3 separate regions of the Mus musculus genome follow, and all the other regions are linked to region 1. The links are chromatin contacts, called in public Hi-C and promoter capture Hi-C maps. All regions are on one chromosome and are shown on one strand. The core of a region is the stretch at or near the end of the contact, and the rest is flanking DNA. Distances in the headings are between cores, read along the strand shown.

Region 1 (3,348 bases), core at 288-2,787:
CCAGTTGGTGGGTATTCAAGTTGTTGACACTTTTTGACTACGAGAAATACCACTGTTATGTAGGTTTAATGTGAAAGTTTCTGTGATCAGTAGCTCCCCTTCCAATAAAGAGGCTTCACTTTGAGCTGGGTGTAGTGGTGCACGCCTTTAATCCCAGCACTTGGGAGGCAGAGGCAGGAAGATTTCTGGGTTCGAGGACAGCCTGGTCTACAAAGTGACTTCTAGGACAGCCAGGGCTACACAGAGAAACCATGTCTTGAAAAAACAAACAAACAAACAAAAAAACCAAACCCACAACCCCCCCCCAAAAAAAAGAGGCTCCACTTTTAGCATGGCCCCAAGGGTCTTCATGGTGGATCCCCCTTCAGGTCCTTTCAAAACTAGGCCCCCAGTCCTTTGCTTTCTGAGCTTTAAACACAGTGGCCCCTCTCCATTCATCCTGCCTCCAATACACAGGAAGTTGTTACATAAGCTCCATTTGACTACAGTGTCTTTCTGGCTGCCACATATAAATGTTCTTTGTAAAAGTTAAGCTCTTACATAGCTCAAACTGGCTTTGAACCTCCTATGTGGTAGCACAGAAATTCTCAACTCTCCCTATGCTGTGACCCTTTAACACAGTCCCTCATGCTGTGGTGACTCCCAACCATAAAATTATTTTTGTTGTTACTTCATAACTATAATTTTGCTACTGTTATGAATCATAATGTAAATATCCAATATGCAGGATATCTGATACGTGACCCCCACGGGGGTTGAGACCACAGGTTAAGAACTACTGCCCTAGCGGGATACAGTGTCTCTTATGGAGGCGTAGAGATGCCAGACTCTTTAGGAACAGTAGTACCAGGCTGAGGAGCTGGGGATGGTGATGGTTTCAGCCCATCTTCATTCCTTGGGATGGGAGTTCTGGCTGAGGACATTATTACTAATACTGCCATTATCCAGCACATTTACATTAAAAGAAATAGAGGCGTGAAAGTGTCATTCAACTCACAAAGGAGTCGTGACCTACAGGTTGAAAACTGCTGATAACGCTAAGCTTTGGATCCTCCCACCTGTACCTCATAAGCATTTAGACTGCAAGCATGTTCCACCAATCCTGCTTATCTGGTCCCAGAGATTAAGCCCAACACGTTTTATGCACTAGGCAAGCGCTATTAACAACTGAGCTATAGCCTCAGCCTACGCCTTTCTTCTTGAGGGAGGTATTCTACCAGGATGGCCCCTGAACCTACCCTTTTTTCAGATATCCAAATATGAACTCGTCTTCCATTCATTTAAGAGATAGCTTTCAAGCACCAAACATGTGCTGGAGATTAAGCTTTGCCGATCCAACTGTGTAGATAACCGGAATCCCTACCTTTGCGTGGCTTCGGCTATGCAGGATGGAGAGAGACATCGAGGCAGACAATCACATGCCAGGTGCTCACGGATGATGCAAAGAAAATGTAAGGTGGGAAGCGGCTGGATGCAGGACAGCATCCAATTTCTACAGAGAGAGTCTCTCTGCTGAAGTGACACTGAGCCCAGGCCCAGAAGAGAAGAGCATCGAACAGCTTAAATATCAAACTAGACTGCAAGGTCAAAGGCCTTGGGGCAGAGTGCACAGCATGAGCAGATCGGTGTGGACTTTAGTCTGCATCAGGGAGCACCTGCAGGAGGGTGAGCACAGGAATGACAGGCAGGTGTGTGAGAGAATCAGTTTGTGCTCTGAGTGACACGCAGGCTTTAGAGAGGAGAATGCTGGACTACTGAATTAGCTCAGCAGCTAAAAAACATCTTTGGCCAAGCTTTAATCCCCAGGACCCCAGTGGGAGAAGGAGAGAACCAACTTCTACAACTTGTCCTTTGACCTCCAAGTGTACACTATGGCACACACATAACCTATACACACTAAAAATAAATTAAAATGTAATTATTTTTAAGTTTAAGAAGAGGAGAATGGGCTGGGGGAAATGGCTCCATGGGTAAAACACTTACTGCACCAGTGTCAGGTCCCAAGTTCAAATCCCCAGAACCCATGCAAGGCCAGGCTGGCAGTACAAGCCTGTAATACTACTGCTCTTACATGGAGGAAAGAGGCAGAGACAGAAGACTCCCTGGAAACTCACAAGCCAGCTGCAAACAACCAACAGATCCTGCCAGAAACAGGGTAGAAGGTGAGGACCCACACCTGGGTTGTCCTCTGATGGATATATGTGTGCCTTGGTATGCATAGCCATCCCAATCTCTCTCTCTCTCTCCCTCTCCCTCTCCCTCTCTCCCTCCCTCTTTTTCCCTCTTGCTCTTCCTCTCCCCTACTGTATGGGGGTGTGTGTGTGTGATTCCCCCAAGCCCATTCTCTTCTTCTTAAACTTATAAGAGAGAGAGAGAGAGAATGGGAATATGGAGGGGTAGGCCATGAAACCAGTTGTCTGCTATGAAGAAACACCATGACCAAGACAACTCTTACAAAAGTAAGCTTCAATGGAGGCTTGCTTACAGTCTCAGGGAGCTTGTCCCTTATCCTTACGGTAGGGAGGAGGCTGGCATGGCGGCACTGGAGCTTTAGAGACTGCACGGTTTCTCCAGCTTTACGCCCTGATCCACTGGCAGCAGGCAAAGAGAGAGCTAAGACTGCCCTGGTGTGGACTTTTTAAAAGACAAAGCCCATTCCCAATAACACACCTCCTCCAACACCTCCTAGTCCTTCCCAAGCCCTAGTAACTAAACATTCAAATCTGCGAGCCTATGGGGCCCATTCTCATTCAAAGCACCACACCATAGTTAATAAGCTATTGTGATGATCCAAACAAGACACAGTGGCTTCCTGAAACAGCCCTGTGGTACAGAGTACTTTAGATTTCACAAAGTCGTTGCCATTTGTTGGCAGATTGCTGTTGTTCTAGAACCAGCTGATTACTATTTGCTTGCTAAGGTAATGAACACATCTGAAAAGTGTGGTTTCCACCTGTGAAGTCTGAGAGGTTAAATACAGGCCTGTTTGTAGGGGGCCAAAGTCACTTGGGTGGGAATGTCCATAAAGACATCAGAAACTGAAGTACTTCAGGGTTTAAAACAAACAAAACAAGAAAGTGGGGGCTACATAGGGAGGCCCTGTCTCAAAATAACCAAAACAAACGAATGGAGAAACCAGGCAAAGGAAGCCAAAGAGGAGACCATGAGATAGGAGGAAACTAAAGGAAAAAGAATATTCCAGAAGGTAAAGGAAGAAAGGTTATAAGCCTGGGTGTAGCGGTTCACATCTGTACTCCCAGCACTGGGGAGTCAGAGGCAGAAAGATTGCCATAAGGCTAGCCTGGTCAACATAATGAGACCTTGTCTGGAAAGAAAAAGAAAATAATG
Region 2 (3,348 bases), core at 402-2,901, 100 kb before region 1:
GTGTATAAGGCTGGGTGCCTTAGCAATCCTAGGCTGGTACAGGAGGTGTGGGGAGCCCCTGGTCTTCAGTCCACATGGGAAGGCTAAAGAAACTGGGTTCTGATGGTAACAAAGGATGGTAGGGACAACCACAAACTCACCTTTGGAAGGTTTCCCTTCCACCCCTCCTAACTGGGCTAGGACCCACATTTAGGCTGAGGCTTCCTAAGTCACATAGCCCGATCAAGAGAAGAAAAAACTTTATTCAGGGTACAAACACACACAAAATGAGACAGCAATAAGAGTCACGTGTTAGGTAATTAAAATGTTTTATGCCAAAAGAACACACTTATGTTTTGATAGAAATGAAAAGGTTTAAAGGAAACTAATTGGAACTTGTTTTCAGTCTAGTCACAGAGGCTAGCCATTTATCGTCCTGCTTAGTGATTATAATTTCCTGTTTATGTACTTGACGCTATAGTCCTAGTTGTTTCCAAGGCAGTAAGCGGTATGACAAAAGTCTTCAATGGTACTTCATAAAAGGTTACAATTTGTAACTGCATTACATAAAAGTGTTTGATATTTATAGTCAATTTATACACTGTATATGTGTTGTACTACTTAACCTTGATAGTTAACAGAATCCAACATCACAAAGCAAAAGTTGATCTATACACTTCTGTAAGAGCATAGTCTAAGAGGCAGAAGGATTCCAAGTTTGTGGCCACCCTAGGCTACGTAGGGAGTCTCTGTCTTCAAAACAATAACAAACGCTACAGGTTGTATCTCTCATCTTCCGCCTCTTTGGAACTCTTTCTTTGGGATGCTAATTTGAACAGCACGCTGGAGTCTGAGTGTATAGTCGTTATAACGACAGAGTAACCGAAGCACAGAAGAGGAAACAGCTCTCCGAAGGCAGAAAGGTCAGTTATCCGAAGAACTCTGAACCTGAAAAAACAGTCCGGACGGAAGTGCAACTTAAAAGCACAGGCTAAGCACAGGCGAGCTGCAAAATGCAAGTTATTCTGTTAGCTTGAACAGGCAGGGGTGGGGTGGGTTAGGGGGAGTAGACTGCACATGTGAATAAGGATGTCAGCCTGCCCCTCTCTCTGAGCGCTGGTAACAGAGAGGATCTGTGCCATTTGGTAGCTGGGAGGATCTTTGTGGGGTCTTTGTGAGGACGACAGGAGAGTGAGGCTAGATAAGGAGCCGGGTTGCAGGGCAGTAGTAAGCGAAGAAATGTGGCTTGTTGGGCCTCCCTGGTTGCCTTGGCGACGGGGTAGGGGAGCGGGGAGCACGTAGCAGTCCGGGGGCGTGGTCTTACAGGCTGCCTGCCCCGCCCCCTCACGGGCAGCGCTCTCTCAGGCCCCGCCCCTCTTCTTCTGCCTCAGCCTCCCCTCTCCCCTCTCCCCTCTCCGGTCCAGCCCTCCTCCTCACGCCCCGCCTTTTCTCGTACCTCAGCCTTCCGGCTTCTCTCACGCCCCGCCCTCCTTACGCCCCGCCCTTCCCTCACACCCCGCCCCCTTTCTCCCTAAGTTCCTCGCCGCCAACCGTCAGACCGGGCTTGCGCTCCGCAGAAGCAGGGAGCTCGAGGCCTCGAGGTGGCCGGTCGGGTGCCGTGGTAAGGTAGCTGCGCGGGGTCGCGGTCTCGGGTGCAGTGAGAGCCGACAGGGTCTCGCAGGTGCGGCCGCGGCCCCCGCGGACATGCGGCCGGTCTCTTAGGGCTAGGTGTTGTTAGCAGGTATGCGGACGGAGTGCGCCTCGGGGTACAGGGAAGGGTCGTTCTCCTTGAGGACCTGGATCGACTCCTGTTCCTTCTGGAACTTTCCATGGCCTTATGGTCACACGTGGAAGCAGCCCAATCACTTTGTACAGCTGTTTTCCACTTTGTACACTGTCCCTGTTCTCCAGGGGCAGTGGCGGGAAACCTGGGTCTTCGTGACTGCAGAGTCACTTGCAGAATTCTTTGAGTCCAACAGGACTGCTCCCTGCTCACTTTTGTTCCGGCCTGGCTCCTGGGAATCTCTGGAAGAGATGGGAAACTGTGGGGACAGACAGTGGAGTCTCGGGCTGTCACCAGTATTTCGTCCCACATGAGACTGTGTGACTGTAGCCTCTTGATAATCCACTTCAGGTCCTAGACTTTCCACCTCAGCAACAGCCTCCTTTCCCACAACACTTGCAGAAGTCCCCAATTGAGCGGTCCTAGGCATTGCTCCTGTTAAATGTCAGGTTGGCTTTAAGGTCACGGGAATGCAGAAAACAAGTAAGTGGTGTGGGCTGTTCCTCGGTGTGTTTTGGCTGATAACTACATAAGAAAAAAAGGTCCAGAGTGTTGAATCTTCCCAGAGGGTGAGTTAGACAGGGCTGCTAATGTGTGTATACCTATGGTCTATGGGAGTGGGAAAGTTGAGGCAGAGATCTGAAATGCCAACCTCTGTGCCACGTTTTTCATTTTTTTAAAGATGTATTTTTATTTTATGTTAATTTAGTATTTTGCCTGCCTGTGTGTAAGGGCACCATGTGGGTGCCTGATGCCTGTGGTGGCTAGAAGGGGTTGTGGGATTCCCTGGAACTGGACTTACAGAAGGTTTTGAGCAGCCATGCAGGTGCTGGGACCTGGACACTGGCAGCAAGTGCTCTAAGGCCTAGCCATCATTCCAGTCCCATATTTTAAATTTTAATACAGTTATCTATTCATTTTAGTTGAGTGTGAACTACATTTAGAGGCTGTTTACCCTCTAAATGTAGTTGTTAAAGATTTATTTGATGTATCTACAAGGCCTTTGCTTGCTGTTTTAGTTTCGGGGGTGACTCTGTTCTTCTGTATTAGAGTGATCCACTTTAAAACTCTAGAATCTAAAGCTGGTGTGGTGGTGCACACCTTGAATTCTAGCACTCAGGAGGCAGAGGCAGGCAGATCTCTGTGAGGTCTCCATAGAGAGCTCCAGGCCAGCCAGGGCTATGTAGAGAGACCCTGACTTAAAATACAAAAACAAACAAACCTATAGCATCCATTTAAAAGGGCCTTTTTCGAAACCACCTATCCCCAGAGGGCATGGGGTTAACTGTATGGCCTTACAAGCCAAATACTGGCCACCTAAAAAGTTAGCTCTTAATCTCTGGAGCCTGGAAGTGTCTTTGAGAAAGGTTTTGCATATGTGACTTAAATCAAGAATTTGTTTTTAAATTTTGGATTTATTTTTGTGTATGAGTGTTTTGCCTGCATGTATGTATGTATGTATGCCATGTTAGTGTTTGTTGCTCACAGAGGTCAGAAAAGGGCATCAGATTTCCTGGAACTGTAGTTACTGATGGTGGTATATATACTATCATGTGGGTGCTGGGAACCAAACCCAGATCCTCTGC
Region 3 (3,348 bases), core at 234-2,733, 82 kb before region 1:
AAACTCACTTTGTAGACCAGGATGGCCTTAAACTCAGAAATCCACCTGCCTCTGCCTCCCGAGTGCTGGGATTAAAGGCGTGCGCCACCACGCCCAGCTCTCACCAAGACTTTTGATAATCTTCTTTTAAGTATTTATTTATTTAATGTATATGAATGCTTTATCTGCATGTACACCTGCATGCCAGAAGAGGACATCAGATCACATTATAGATGGTTTTGAGCTACCAGTTGGTTGCTGGCAATTGAACTCTGGAAGAACAGTCAGTGCTCTTAACCACTGGGTCATGTCTCCAGCCCTGACTTCTGACAGTCTTAAGTAGTAAACACTTACTAAGGAGGATAGCCAGCACATGGGATGCTGATTTAGGAAGCTCGCACATTCAAGGCCTGCCTGAGCTACATCTTAAGGCCCCATCTCAAAAAAGGGGCTTCTAGGTTTAATCAGATCCTTGAAGTGTTGATAAAATACATCATTAACTGAAGGGATTCGAACCTGCTGACGGATAACTAGGCTCTCCTGGAGAAGCAACTCCTGCTGCCTGCTTGGTGTAACTGAGCAACAAAGATCAGGCATGTTACAATGAGGATTTGATTTGGAGGAACACAAAATATCATACTATGAAGTGGTTTTGTTAGGAAGACTTGGAAGCAGGATTTAAAAAGCATATTCTTGTGCACAGTTTGTTTAATTTTCGTATATTGTGACTTCATGTTGTTAAAATCTTAAGATACATGGTCTCCTTTGGTGTTTCAGTACAGATTTTAGTATATAATGTTCAAACACCAAGAGAAAAAAAGCAAAGAAAATAATGCAGAAAGGTTAAGGATAGAGCTCAGTTGGGGGAGTGCCTGCTTAGCATTCTTAGTTCTGAGTGGACCCCCAGAACATAGCTAACATGGTGTGCTAGAGCACACCTAACACGGTAGCACATGCTTGACATGCCAGTGACTGGGCAGTAGGAGCAGGGTCATGAGAGGTTCACGGTTGTCCTTGGCTACATGAGGAGTTTAAGACCGCCTGAGGTACCTGAGACTGCCTTAAAAACAAGATGTTTTTGATAAGCCTGAACAAAACTTTTCTACCTAGAATGTGGAAATTCAGAGAAAAGCTGTTACAAAGAATAATTTTTTTCAGGTTAACAAGTATTTCATATTGGTGAAAACAGACATTCTATATCTAGGAAAATTTTAGATGTAGCCTTTTTAAAAGCTGACAAAAGTGTTTTACTATAATGCTGTCTTCTATTCTTTTCTTTCCGTTTAGGAGCCTCCAGAATTCCCCTTTACGAATCTGGACCAGTAGAAGCTGTCACTATTGACTCTGTAGATTTGGCTTTACTTTTAACTTTCGCTTTTTGACAACAACAACAACAAAAGCATAGCACTATCTTTCTAAGTTCATCCTGTGTTGACAGTAGTTGGTGCTGGATTGCCTAGTCCATAGTGAAGATGGAGCAGCACTGTCTGGAGCTGTCCACTGTGCTAGCAGAGCGTATAACGGCTTCAGAGTTCTGTGCAGCTTCAAGCTGAAGCACAGAATCAGAGCGAAAGAAAGCACACTCATAAAAACAAAAAATAAAGCATAGCTGTAATATGATTTGATGTGATTGGCCGATACTCCTAAAATCAGTGAAATTTGAATAGAAATCTTGTACTAATTTGTACTGATCCAACCCAAAAAGTCTGTTCATGGATGGTGAAAAGGGAAAACCAGGCAAGAAAGGAGGAGGAAGCTTGTCTGTCTGTCTGTCTCTCCCGTGTCCGTGCTTCTGCACATTCTGAAGGCTTTTCTTGGCAGTTTTGTCTTACAGCTGTTTGTATCAGCTCGGCTGCGACTCCACTGGTTTTCCCTTTCACTGTCCATCCGTGTGTGCGAGCGATGGATTAATGCACACACCGTGCATACAGGCGTGTGTGCTCTAAAAAGTGAAAGGTAAAAGCAGAGCTTAGCAGCCGAGTCAGTACTGACAGCTACAGAGCCAGGTCCCTGCCTGCCAGCCGGGGGGTGGGGAGGGGGGTGCTTTGCCGGAGGACGGGAGGGGAGGACAGGCGACGGGCAGGTGGGTGCCAGAAAGTGTGCCCTCCCCTTCCCCTCCCCCTCTCCCTCCTATCTCTCTAGTTTTGGCCTCCTGTTATTGTCAAGTTTGATATTGTGAAAGAGCCACCCCAATTTTGATTTTTCTTTTTGCAGTAAAGACAGAGCTATTTTGAAAGAACATATACAAATAACCCTTTGCTCAAGGAGCGAAGGTTTGCACCCAGCTAGGAGAGTGGTGATTCAGACTAAAGACTTTTGTTCAACTTAGGGCCCAACGTAGAGGACGTATAGAATCCAGTCTAATCTTTTTTTGATACTTTTCTTATAAGTCATGAAAAACTTAAATAATAAGAAAAAATATTTTTAAAAAGTAAAGGTACACAATTGGAGGGAACATGAGAGACCATGTAGAACATCTTTAAAAATTGTACCTCAGCAAAGTGGAGGCATGGTGGTATGTGACCAGAGCCCAGCACAGTCTCCCTGAGCCTGCCAGCCCACAGAATTGCTGTGACGCAGTAAGATGTTGCGGCTCCTACTCCCTCCTGAGTGTGCTCACTCAGGCTTTCTTCTCAGACTGAATTGACAAGGCCACCTCGGCTGATGATTCATTTGCTCAGAAGCCACGTAGGTTAGAGGTTACACTCCCATCTTTCTCTGTATCTGCCCTCAGATGGGGCATACGAATCAAAGTTTTCTCACTGGTGTGGGTATTGGTTGTTTTGTTTGTTTTGTTTGTTTGTTTGTTTGTTTGTTTGTTTGTTTTAGTACTAGGGGTTGAATCTAACAGGCACTCTTCCACTGAGCTGTATCTCAGGTTAAAGATACTTCTTAAGCTAGGTATAGCAGAACAAGCCAGTAATCAATTAATTCTTGTGAAATTGTTTATAAAATGCATCTTACAATCAAATACAATCTATAACCTAATATTTCATGTGTACTTAATACTTGTGAGAATGCATTGTAGCGTTATAAAGCATAATCAGTCAGAGCTTTGTGCTTTATGTACTTAACCCTCATGGAATATTTTTAATATATAACATAATCACTCAAAGCCAACTTAAACATATATTCAGTGTAAATGTCAAAATTTATGTTCTAAGTTCTATAGGCTGATACTACATTATAGACAAATGCATAACTGTATGATATTTCTATATTAGCTCTTAGATTACTTATGTATCCATGTAAATGGATATAGAAGCCCTACACGTGTATGCTTTCTTGTCAAGGAGATAGGTATATATGTGTATGTGTATATGTGTAATGTCATTATTGACTATATATTGGTTTAATAAATGAACATTT

The links. Promoter capture Hi-C pulls out the DNA fragments that hold promoters and counts their contacts. A called contact is a pair of places that touch in the nucleus more often than the background predicts.
Region 2: a contact with region 1 is called in a promoter capture Hi-C map of liver. The contact joins the promoter of Ccdc158 here to the promoter of Fam47e in region 1. A contact is called at or near these places in 4 of 39 promoter capture datasets (the 3T3-L1 cell line, embryonic stem cells, liver and 1 more), 5 of 484 Hi-C or Micro-C datasets (the G1E-ER4 cell line, Kupffer cells, embryonic stem cells and 2 more), 2 of 115 datasets of contacts at active chromatin or transcription factors (both in embryonic stem cells) and 4 of 9 other capture datasets (adipose tissue, liver, macrophages and 1 more).
Region 3: a contact with region 1 is called in a Hi-C map of liver, with 4 times the contacts expected there. The contact joins the enhancer-like site here to the promoter of Fam47e in region 1. A contact is called at or near these places in 8 of 484 Hi-C or Micro-C datasets (Kupffer cells, adipose-derived mesenchymal stem cells, cerebral cortex and 3 more), 2 of 115 datasets of contacts at active chromatin or transcription factors (embryonic stem cells and liver) and 3 of 9 other capture datasets (adipose tissue, liver and pancreatic islet).

What each region holds. Positions count from the first base shown.
Region 1 is chr5:92,569,726-92,573,073 of GRCm38.p6, reverse strand. It overlaps Fam47e (family with sequence similarity 47, member E), which reads right to left and starts at 1,537. Exons shown (of 7, transcript NM_001033478.2): 1 at 1,364-1,537. The coding sequence starts at 1,485.
Region 2 is chr5:92,673,430-92,676,777 of GRCm38.p6, reverse strand. Ccdc158 (coiled-coil domain containing 158) reads left to right here and starts at 1,651. Exons shown (of 25, transcript NM_001360018.1): 1 at 1,651-1,720.
Region 3 is chr5:92,652,091-92,655,438 of GRCm38.p6, reverse strand. All of the region lies in intron 9 of Ccdc158 (coiled-coil domain containing 158), which reads left to right. Among named protein-coding and RNA genes, the nearest start is that of Ccdc158, 21 kb to the left of the region's middle. Within about 2 kb of position 1,483, at least 1 of the 459 cell types and tissues checked has an H3K27ac peak or open chromatin away from gene starts, as enhancers often do. A contact at or near this core is called in liver, where this site is marked.